Regions from separate parts of the Mus musculus genome. Here region 1 is linked to region 2. Evidence: chromatin contacts called from public HiChIP or PLAC-seq data. All regions are on one chromosome and are shown on one strand. Each heading gives the region's core, a stretch centred on a gene start, on an enhancer-like site or on the middle of the called end of the contact. The rest is flanking DNA. Distances are from core to core; before and after follow the strand shown.

What was found. HiChIP or PLAC-seq counts read pairs in DNA pulled down with a chosen protein or histone mark.
Region 1: an H3K27ac HiChIP or PLAC-seq map of extraembryonic endoderm stem cells shows a contact between it and region 2, with 4 times the contacts expected there. The contact joins the promoter of BC049715 here to the enhancer-like site in region 2. A contact is called at or near these places in 18 of 39 promoter capture datasets (the 3T3-L1 cell line, the C10 cell line, cancer-associated fibroblasts and 11 more), 1 of 15 datasets of contacts at CTCF or cohesin (the NIH/3T3 cell line), 9 of 484 Hi-C or Micro-C datasets (the G1E-ER4 cell line, bone marrow-derived macrophages, cortical neurons and 5 more), 32 of 115 datasets of contacts at active chromatin or transcription factors (the 230-238 cell line, DN3 thymocytes, the HPC-7 cell line and 18 more) and 4 of 9 other capture datasets (adipose tissue, liver, macrophages and 1 more).

What each region holds. Positions count from the first base shown.
Region 1 is chr6:136,826,999-136,830,975 of GRCm38.p6, reverse strand. BC049715 (cDNA sequence BC049715) reads right to left here and starts at 2,133. Exons shown (of 3, transcript NM_178776.3): 1 at 1,907-2,133; 2 at 1-75. Wbp11 (WW domain binding protein 11) reads left to right here and starts at 2,760. Exons shown (of 12, transcript NM_021714.4): 1 at 2,760-2,956. It overlaps Smco3 (single-pass membrane protein with coiled-coil domains 3), which reads left to right. Exons shown (of 2, transcript NM_001039558.2): 2 at 1-1,045.
Region 2 is chr6:136,987,941-136,991,613 of GRCm38.p6, reverse strand. No RefSeq gene overlaps it. Among named protein-coding and RNA genes, the nearest start is that of Gm30055, 9.0 kb to the right of the region's middle. Within about 2 kb of position 1,598, at least 30 of the 459 cell types and tissues checked have an H3K27ac peak or open chromatin away from gene starts, as enhancers often do. A contact at or near this core is called in the G1E-ER4 cell line, embryonic stem cells, epiblast stem cells and 1 more, where this site is marked.

The sequences.
Region 1 (3,977 bases), core at 884-3,383, 160 kb after region 2:
GTGTAAAGGCATCATAGACCAGCAGGCACAGGCTATTGCTTCCTTGTTCGCAGCAAATGTCTTCAAATATTCCTGCTAAATGGAGAGACCATTCCCATTTCCTGTTTCAAACATCACTTAATGTCTAATAAGACAGACTTAATAACATCTGACTAGACACAGACCTGTGACCTTCAAGTAAAACATACATAGTGCTGTTATTTTTACCCCCAGATCAAAAACAGTTGTTTGTGAACTGGAAAAGACTGCAAAATCATATCAACATTTTCTTCCACCAGATTAAATACAATTGTCTGCCACCCGGAAATGAAGGCAGAGCAACCTCAACAACATTATGTTCCAGAATGAACGAAAGCCATGCATCTGCGAGGTTCTCCTCAGTTCAAAGCGTGGCTGGATGGATTGGGAAAGGATGAGATAATAAATGTTGTCTGTAATGCAGTCAATATTGACCACCTGTTTGTCATCTATCTCTTGAGTGGTCAAAGTGTGTGGAACATTGTAAACAAAACAAGGCATAAAATGCAGTGATCCCTGCATAAAATATGTTAGAGTGAAGAAAAAGGCTCACTCCCTGTTAAGAATTTGTTGATTAAAGGAAAGTAATTAATTTCTATTTTTCAGGGGGATAATTTTATTTTCAGTACCACCAAAAAGAGGCAGCTCCCTCTGCCCCATAAAGCATTTGCAGACCTATGTTAATTGCCTCCTGAACTCAGGAAAAGGAGAGGCCATGGAGGCCTATTGATGGAACTTAGTTTCTCTAGATACAGCATTTGTTTTCTAAACCTTTATCTAACCATTCTCACTAAGCCGTTTTTAGGGTCTACTTCAAAAACCATTGTATGTAACAATGTTGAGATAGTCCTGGTTATAGTCGTTTGGTTTTTAACGCAAAGACAAAAATAAATCATTGGTATAAAGTATCCAGTATATCTCAGGAAAATTTTACAAGCAGATGAAGAATTTTAACTAGCCACATAACTTTTCCAAATGTATTAATTTCTATGTTATCACTGGTTTTATAAATTAGTTTCAAAATATCACAATTTGTGTCACTTTCTAAATTTATTACCTGGTTTTTATTTTATGAACTAATAGGTCTTGCTATTACTGACACTCAAAGAGTAATCAAAACAAGAATTAATGACATTCCCAGGCATCAAGGCTTCTAACTGTAATTCAATCCATCTAAACAATGAGACAGAGGGATAGGGAGATGGTGGCCAGCCCAGATTATTTATTGAATACTTATTTTTTTTCCCACTAAGTCAAAGGTAGTTTTAGTATGGTACTGATGTTACATTGTTAGGGAACACATTTGTTTTAATATAAATTGTAAATGTTCTATTGGTTATTAATTCATTGTAACATTAGTGCCTATCTACAACATCCTAAAAATTAATATACACCTCAATCAGTTCTTTCAAAGTACTTGATGTCAAAAATTCCCTTAGGACCTTTTCTGTTAAGGATGCTGAAACTAAGTTGAAAAATAACCAAGTGTGAGGGTGTTTTTGGTTTTTTGATTTGTGTTTTTTTGTTTTTGGTTTTTTGTTGTTTTGTTTTGCTTTTTGGTTTTTTTTCGAGACAGACCAAGTTCACACTTTATGAAGATTTCGTTTTAAATGCTTACCTTTAAGGGGAAAGGATGGGGAGGAGTCTTAAGGAATGGGGATGTAGAAGGGAAATATAATAGCTATTTCTGGTTATCAGCTATATCTAGAACAAACCACAATCCAGAATTGGAAGGTTCACCTGTGATCCAGATCTTGAGGCTGGGAAATACAAGTTTCTGACCTTGATCTTGGCATGGAAATCTTGAGGCATAGTGGCTATGTATCCCCAGGAGAGTAAGGTAAGATCTCTGAGTACAAGGCCCAGATCCAGGCGTGGCGGTACACACCTTTAATCTGAACCACACCTTCTTCTGGAGATCTATAAGACATTGGAAGATGGAAGTTTTTCTCTTCCTCCTCTGCTTGCATTTACTTGCCAGCCCATCAGTTGGAATCTACTAGCCTGGTGGGACTGAGCAACTCCTAGATCCTTGGACTTCCCATTCACAGCTGACCATTGTTGGGGAGGTGGACTACAGACCGTAAGTCATCATAACAAAGTCCCTTTCTATATAGAGACTATCCACAAGTTCTGTGACTCTAGAGAACCCTCAAAGGAAGACTTCAGATAAATCTAGAGTGTGCAATGACATCATAAAGGAGTTTGGGTTGATGCAAAGTTCATTTGAAGTGTTATGTAATAACTTCTCCTCTGGAAAATCGACAAATGTACCGTTTCTCTTTTAAAATATACATTTTCGTGTAGATTTATGAGTCTCCCCTAGGAACTATTTGTTCAGTTCATCACATGCTGTAGGTTTAGAGGGCTGATGTTTGCTGAGCACCTTAGACTCGGTGCCCAGTGTTATTACCTAACTTGTTTTCTATGGAAGCATTCCTGAAAAACAGCATCCATTTACACACGACAACTAACACAGATCCAATGGCCGACACAGAAGCGTACGCATACCGCTACCTAGTGTGTCCCCAGAGAGAAGCAGTTGCGGAAATGCGTCAGAATTCTGAGAACAATTGGCCAATCAAATAGCAGCTTCCTTACTTTTTATTTCTATTGGGTTATATTAGTGTCAATCTACAATACTCTGGAATGAGGCGGGTCTCTTGGCCTATAGTTATCCAATCGGATAGTGAATGAGAGCGGAAGTACCTCTGGCTCTGAAGTTGTTGTATTCGCTCTATGGGCCCAGTGCCTGGCAACGCGGTGAGATCGCGGCCAGCGGGAACAGGAAGTGACGTGAGCTGGCGGAGGGGCGCGAGGTTTCAAGATGGCGGTTCCCGGGTGGTTGACCGAGGGGCAGAGGTGAAGGCCCCTTCGCAGAGAGTCCTCCGGGACCGCCCGCTAGCTGCTCTCGCCGTCCCGGGAGCCTCGCAGTCGTGTGAGTGCGTGGGGACTCGGTGCTCCGTTTTCCGCGACCCTCCCCGGGGCCTGCGAAGCCTTCTCTGAAACACCAGGCCCAGAGGCCGCGCTCTTCCTCCGCTGGGCCCGGGGTGGCGGGAGCCTCGGGTTTCAGGGCTCGGGGCCGGCCTGGCACTGCGTCCGACGGGTTCTCGGGCGGGATCTCCCGCCGGGTCAGACCCACCGCCCGAGTGCGGCGACCGGTGGCGGCGGGCTGACGTCTAGCCGCTCGAGTCGCTATCAACCGTCGCTATGGTTTCGGCAGTTGCTGTGAGGCCTCCTGGAGTGGACCCGGACCGGACCGGACCGGTCGGGTTGCGTTTGTGCTGCCTGGGTTCCCATGGTCTTTTGACCTTGTCTCTGCCAACGTTTGCAGGCAGAGGCACTATGGTCTTGTAAAAATTCTCCTTGACTCGTAGCTGATTGGTTTTTAGGTGTGTGTGATGGGATGGCGTCAAAACGAGAGCCCGAGGCTGGTTTAAGAAGGGAAACACTAAAGAAAAGATCAAAAATAGAATTTGTTGTATCCGTGCCTTTTTGTAGTTCCCTATAGTCAGTACCCTTCTCTTCCCTTCTTCCCAAACTCCTGCCCCTTCTGCTTTCTGATAGAGAAACATCTGTAATGACATAATCGACACCGATCAGTTCTGAAATATCTGGGAAGCAGCAGGGAGCCGGCCAGCTGAACGCTTGATGAAAAAAAGCATTAACTAAAACAACTTACAGAGTCCCACCTAAGGAGCCAAGGGAATTAGAGTCTCAAATTTACCTCGGGATCTTCCCTTTCCTAATGTAGAAAGAAAGTAGATTTGTTTAATGCTTAAAGGGGGAGCCACAGGAGATGTAGCCTGTAGGAAAGTGTCGCACACTTTGAACAGGAAATATTTGTTCCTTTTTTTACTATGGGCAAGGCTAATTTTTGGAAGTTTCATTCATTTGGAATGGAAGAGAAAGAAGTGATAATAATGAAAGCCTGGCCTTAAAATATTTCCCTACCGTGA
Region 2 (3,673 bases), core at 349-2,848:
GTGCTCTGTAGGAAAACAACACTAGGCTTCAAGTTGATTGCTTTCTTTGAGTCAGCAAGTGTTACGTCTTGCATGGAACTTCAACTCCTGGTCTCATAAAAGAACGGAAACAGGGAGCAACAACCCCAAAAGACTATAGTTTCACAAGAAAGAGAGCCTGTGTTGACAATCTGGGGCCTTCGACTAACTCCAGCCCAGACTCTCAGATGGTGGACTCGCTCTGTGACGTTAAGGCAAACGGTTCAGCTCCTGCAGATACAATTTACTGTTTGTTTATAGCTATGTGGCATCAAAGATGCTATGTAAAGCCACCCGACTTTAGTTTCCTTTCCCATAAAATGAAAACCATGGCTTCTTGCAGGGTAGCCATGGCAACAAAAATAAGTTTCTGTATCAAAAGCAGGAAGAACAACGCCTGATGCAGCAATAACTGATATTCATAATTCCTTTAGAATGTGTCTTCCCTTTCATCCTGGCCTTATGCCTTTTCAGGATAAGGAGAAAGTTATCCATCTGGCTATCTCTCAAAAGTACCAAATAAAATATGTTGCTCACAGCAACTGCTCGGTAAAGCTTCCTGACCCAAGTTTCCAAGTCAAGGATAAAGGCTACGTATTATCTAGTTGGTAGGAGTTGTTATTATTAATTTTTAAATATCCAGTTATCTGGGAAAAAATGAGAGAAAGCATCTTTTGGGAAAACATCTGTGGAGAAGACGTTCCCACGAGAACGTTTTTATCAGGTTGGAAAATGCTTTTCAAAATCCCCCCTCCTTGGGGGCTACATTCTTCCCCTCTGGCGACACTCTCTGTTCTCATAGAACAGTCTGGAACATACCCACGCTGTGAAGGAGCCTCACCTTATTGCTTTCTTAATCTTCCTTCCTGCTCCAGGTTTCCCTGAGAACCCTTCCTCCCCGGAGATCAAACAGGAAATTCGTTACTTCATTAACTTTATTGCTTCTGTCTTTGGAAGTCCTGAGGCTTGGGATCGTAATTATATACCATTTATAAATATTATCTCTCAGAGAGAGCTAATAGCTTCTTTGTAATGCACTCTCGTGACTCTGTGGCTGCTAAATTTATGTGTCTGCCACGTCTTAAATAAAGTTTATAAACTGATTCCTATAAAATGATGTCAGACTTTCTGCTCAGATTAGAATCTTTAAGCTCATCAGCTAATCAGCAAGCAGAATTACAAATATAATAGAACATTCTGACCAGACCTTAAAGACCAGGACAAATTCAAAAGTAACCTCAACAAGTGAGATTCAGATGTAGTGTGTGGAGGTCAGTATGCACAGCTTCCGGGGATCAGAGAAGGGATACACGGCTTCCTGGGTGTCAGACAAGGGATGCACAGCTTCCGGGAATCAGAGAAGCGCATAGTTTCGAGGGTTGGGGGCTTGGGGGTCAAAGAGGCGACACACAATAGAGGGTTTAAGGAATTTTAGAGAGGAGTGGGACGGTAGTACAGGGCCAGTAGGTGAAAGTGTACCTCAAGAAGAAATTGTTTTCCACCATGTGGGTTCAATAGAGAGCAGCATTGTGTGTCGATCTCATTTCCATACAAGGAAACGCCCACAAACACTGCTCCATGCCCCTCCCACAAAAAGGGAGGGACAAACAACTTCTGTTTTGGCGGAGATTTGGAGGCGTGGCCTTATCTCCAGGACTGATAACCTGCTGGGAGGACAGAACATTGTGGATTTAACTTAAAAAAAAAAAGGGATCTTCTTTAGTTGAGCAAGTGGTAGCAGTTGTTCCTTATAAAATAAATAATAGCTGCAAAACTAAATGACTTAACATAGTTGAAGTGTTTACAGCAGGCCCTAGCCTGTCATAGGAGACCAATAAACATTTGCGATCATGACATTACTATCTTTAGAATAATTACTGGGAGTATTTTATTCAAACCATTATTTAAGATCTTGCCGTCTCCCATGGCCACCCTGGAATGGCTGAACTGCTATGTCAAGAGATGTGACAGCCTGGGCAGTGGTGGTGCATGCCTTTAATCCCAGCACTTGGGAGGCAGAGGCAGGTGGATTTCTGAGTTCAAGGCCAGCCTGGTCTACATAGTAAGTTCCAGGACAGCCAGGGCTATACGAGAAACCCTGTCTCGAAAAACAGAGGGAGAGAGAGAGAGAGAGAGAGAGAGAGAGAGAGAGAGAGAGAGAGAGAGAGAGAGAGAGAGGGAGGGAGAGAGGAGAGAGAGAGAGAGGAGAGAGGAGAGAGAGAGAGGAGAGAGAGAGGAGAGAGAGAGAGATGAGAGAGAGATATGAGAGAGAGGGGGGAGAAAGAGATATGAGAGAGAGAGAGAGAGAGAGGAGAGAGAGAGAGAGAGGACAGTCGTTGTATGACTCCGATAGGCACAATTCTGCTGGAAGAAGGGAGTTAGTTTTTTTTTTTTTTTTAAGACAAAAGGCCTGGGCTGGAGAGATGGCTCAGCAATTAAGAGCACTGCTCTTCCTGAGGTCCTGAGTTCAATTCCCAGTACCCAAAGGTGGCTCACAGCCATCTGTAATGGGATCTGATACTCTCTTCGGGTGTGTCTGAAGACAGCTGCAGTGTATTCACATACATAAAACAAACAAACAAAAAACCCTAAAGGCCCAAAAAGGAACGAAGATAATTAATATCTGAGATGATGGAAAAGGCGGGGCCTAGCGTTCTGTAGTGACCTGGACAAGTAATTACAAGTATGAGAGAGCTGGGGTCCCTGAGGACTCTTTGCAGTCTCTGGGGCCCCTCTATTCTCAGAATACAAGGAATTTGGACTGTTTTCTTCCTCCTTGGGTCTGTGGCTCTTGTTCTCATCCACGATTGGCTTCGGAGGAGACTTCTAGCATTCACTTCCTTCCTTTAACTGACCACCAAGAAGTCCCTACTCATCAGCTTCCCTACTAACCTCAGAAAGGGAAGAGCCTGGTGGCCTGGTGCTAAGGAGTGAAAGAAAACAGTGTCAAAGTCGCCATGCTCTTGGGGACTTCTGAGCTAGGGTGGGAATGGTCTCCTCTGATCAGTGCAGATCCCCGTGCCTTCTTCTCTGTCTGGAGGTAGAATTTATCAGAGAGTATCATAATTTGTGCAACTTTGTCCTTTTTAATAAGAAAAGGGGGTATAATTGAGGTGGACTAATTAGGGTGATTGCAAGTGAGTGGCTTGTATCTCAGAGGAGTTCCAAGCAAAGTCCTCACATTTGGTGTCACCTACCATGCATGTCTACCTCTTCACTGGGAATGTTGCTGGAGGATGACCATTCAGCTCAGACCTCAGTTTCCTGTTAGTAATCACAGACTCTAAGTTCTGTAACACACTTCAATCATTTGGAGGGTTTGCTTACACAGAGAATGTTGGCCCCACTGTTCGAGCATCTTATTTTGGGTCTAGGTTAGGGCCCAAGAATATTTGCCTTTCCAAATGTTTCAAAGAGCTGCTGGTTCTGTGTCGATGAGCTGTGGGAACCATTCATTTACAGTCCTATCTTGGTCTTCCTGCCTTCTCTTCAAATAAAGAGAGCCTGTGTGCAAATAGTAGGCAGGGGGTGGGGAACGGGAATAAAAAGGCTGGTGGGATTGTGTCACGAAAGACCCACACAAGGTTGGTAGGCTTTAGGCTCCATCAAGGCCTGAAACTGTCTGTGATGCTCTGATTCTCAAGTAACATTCAAA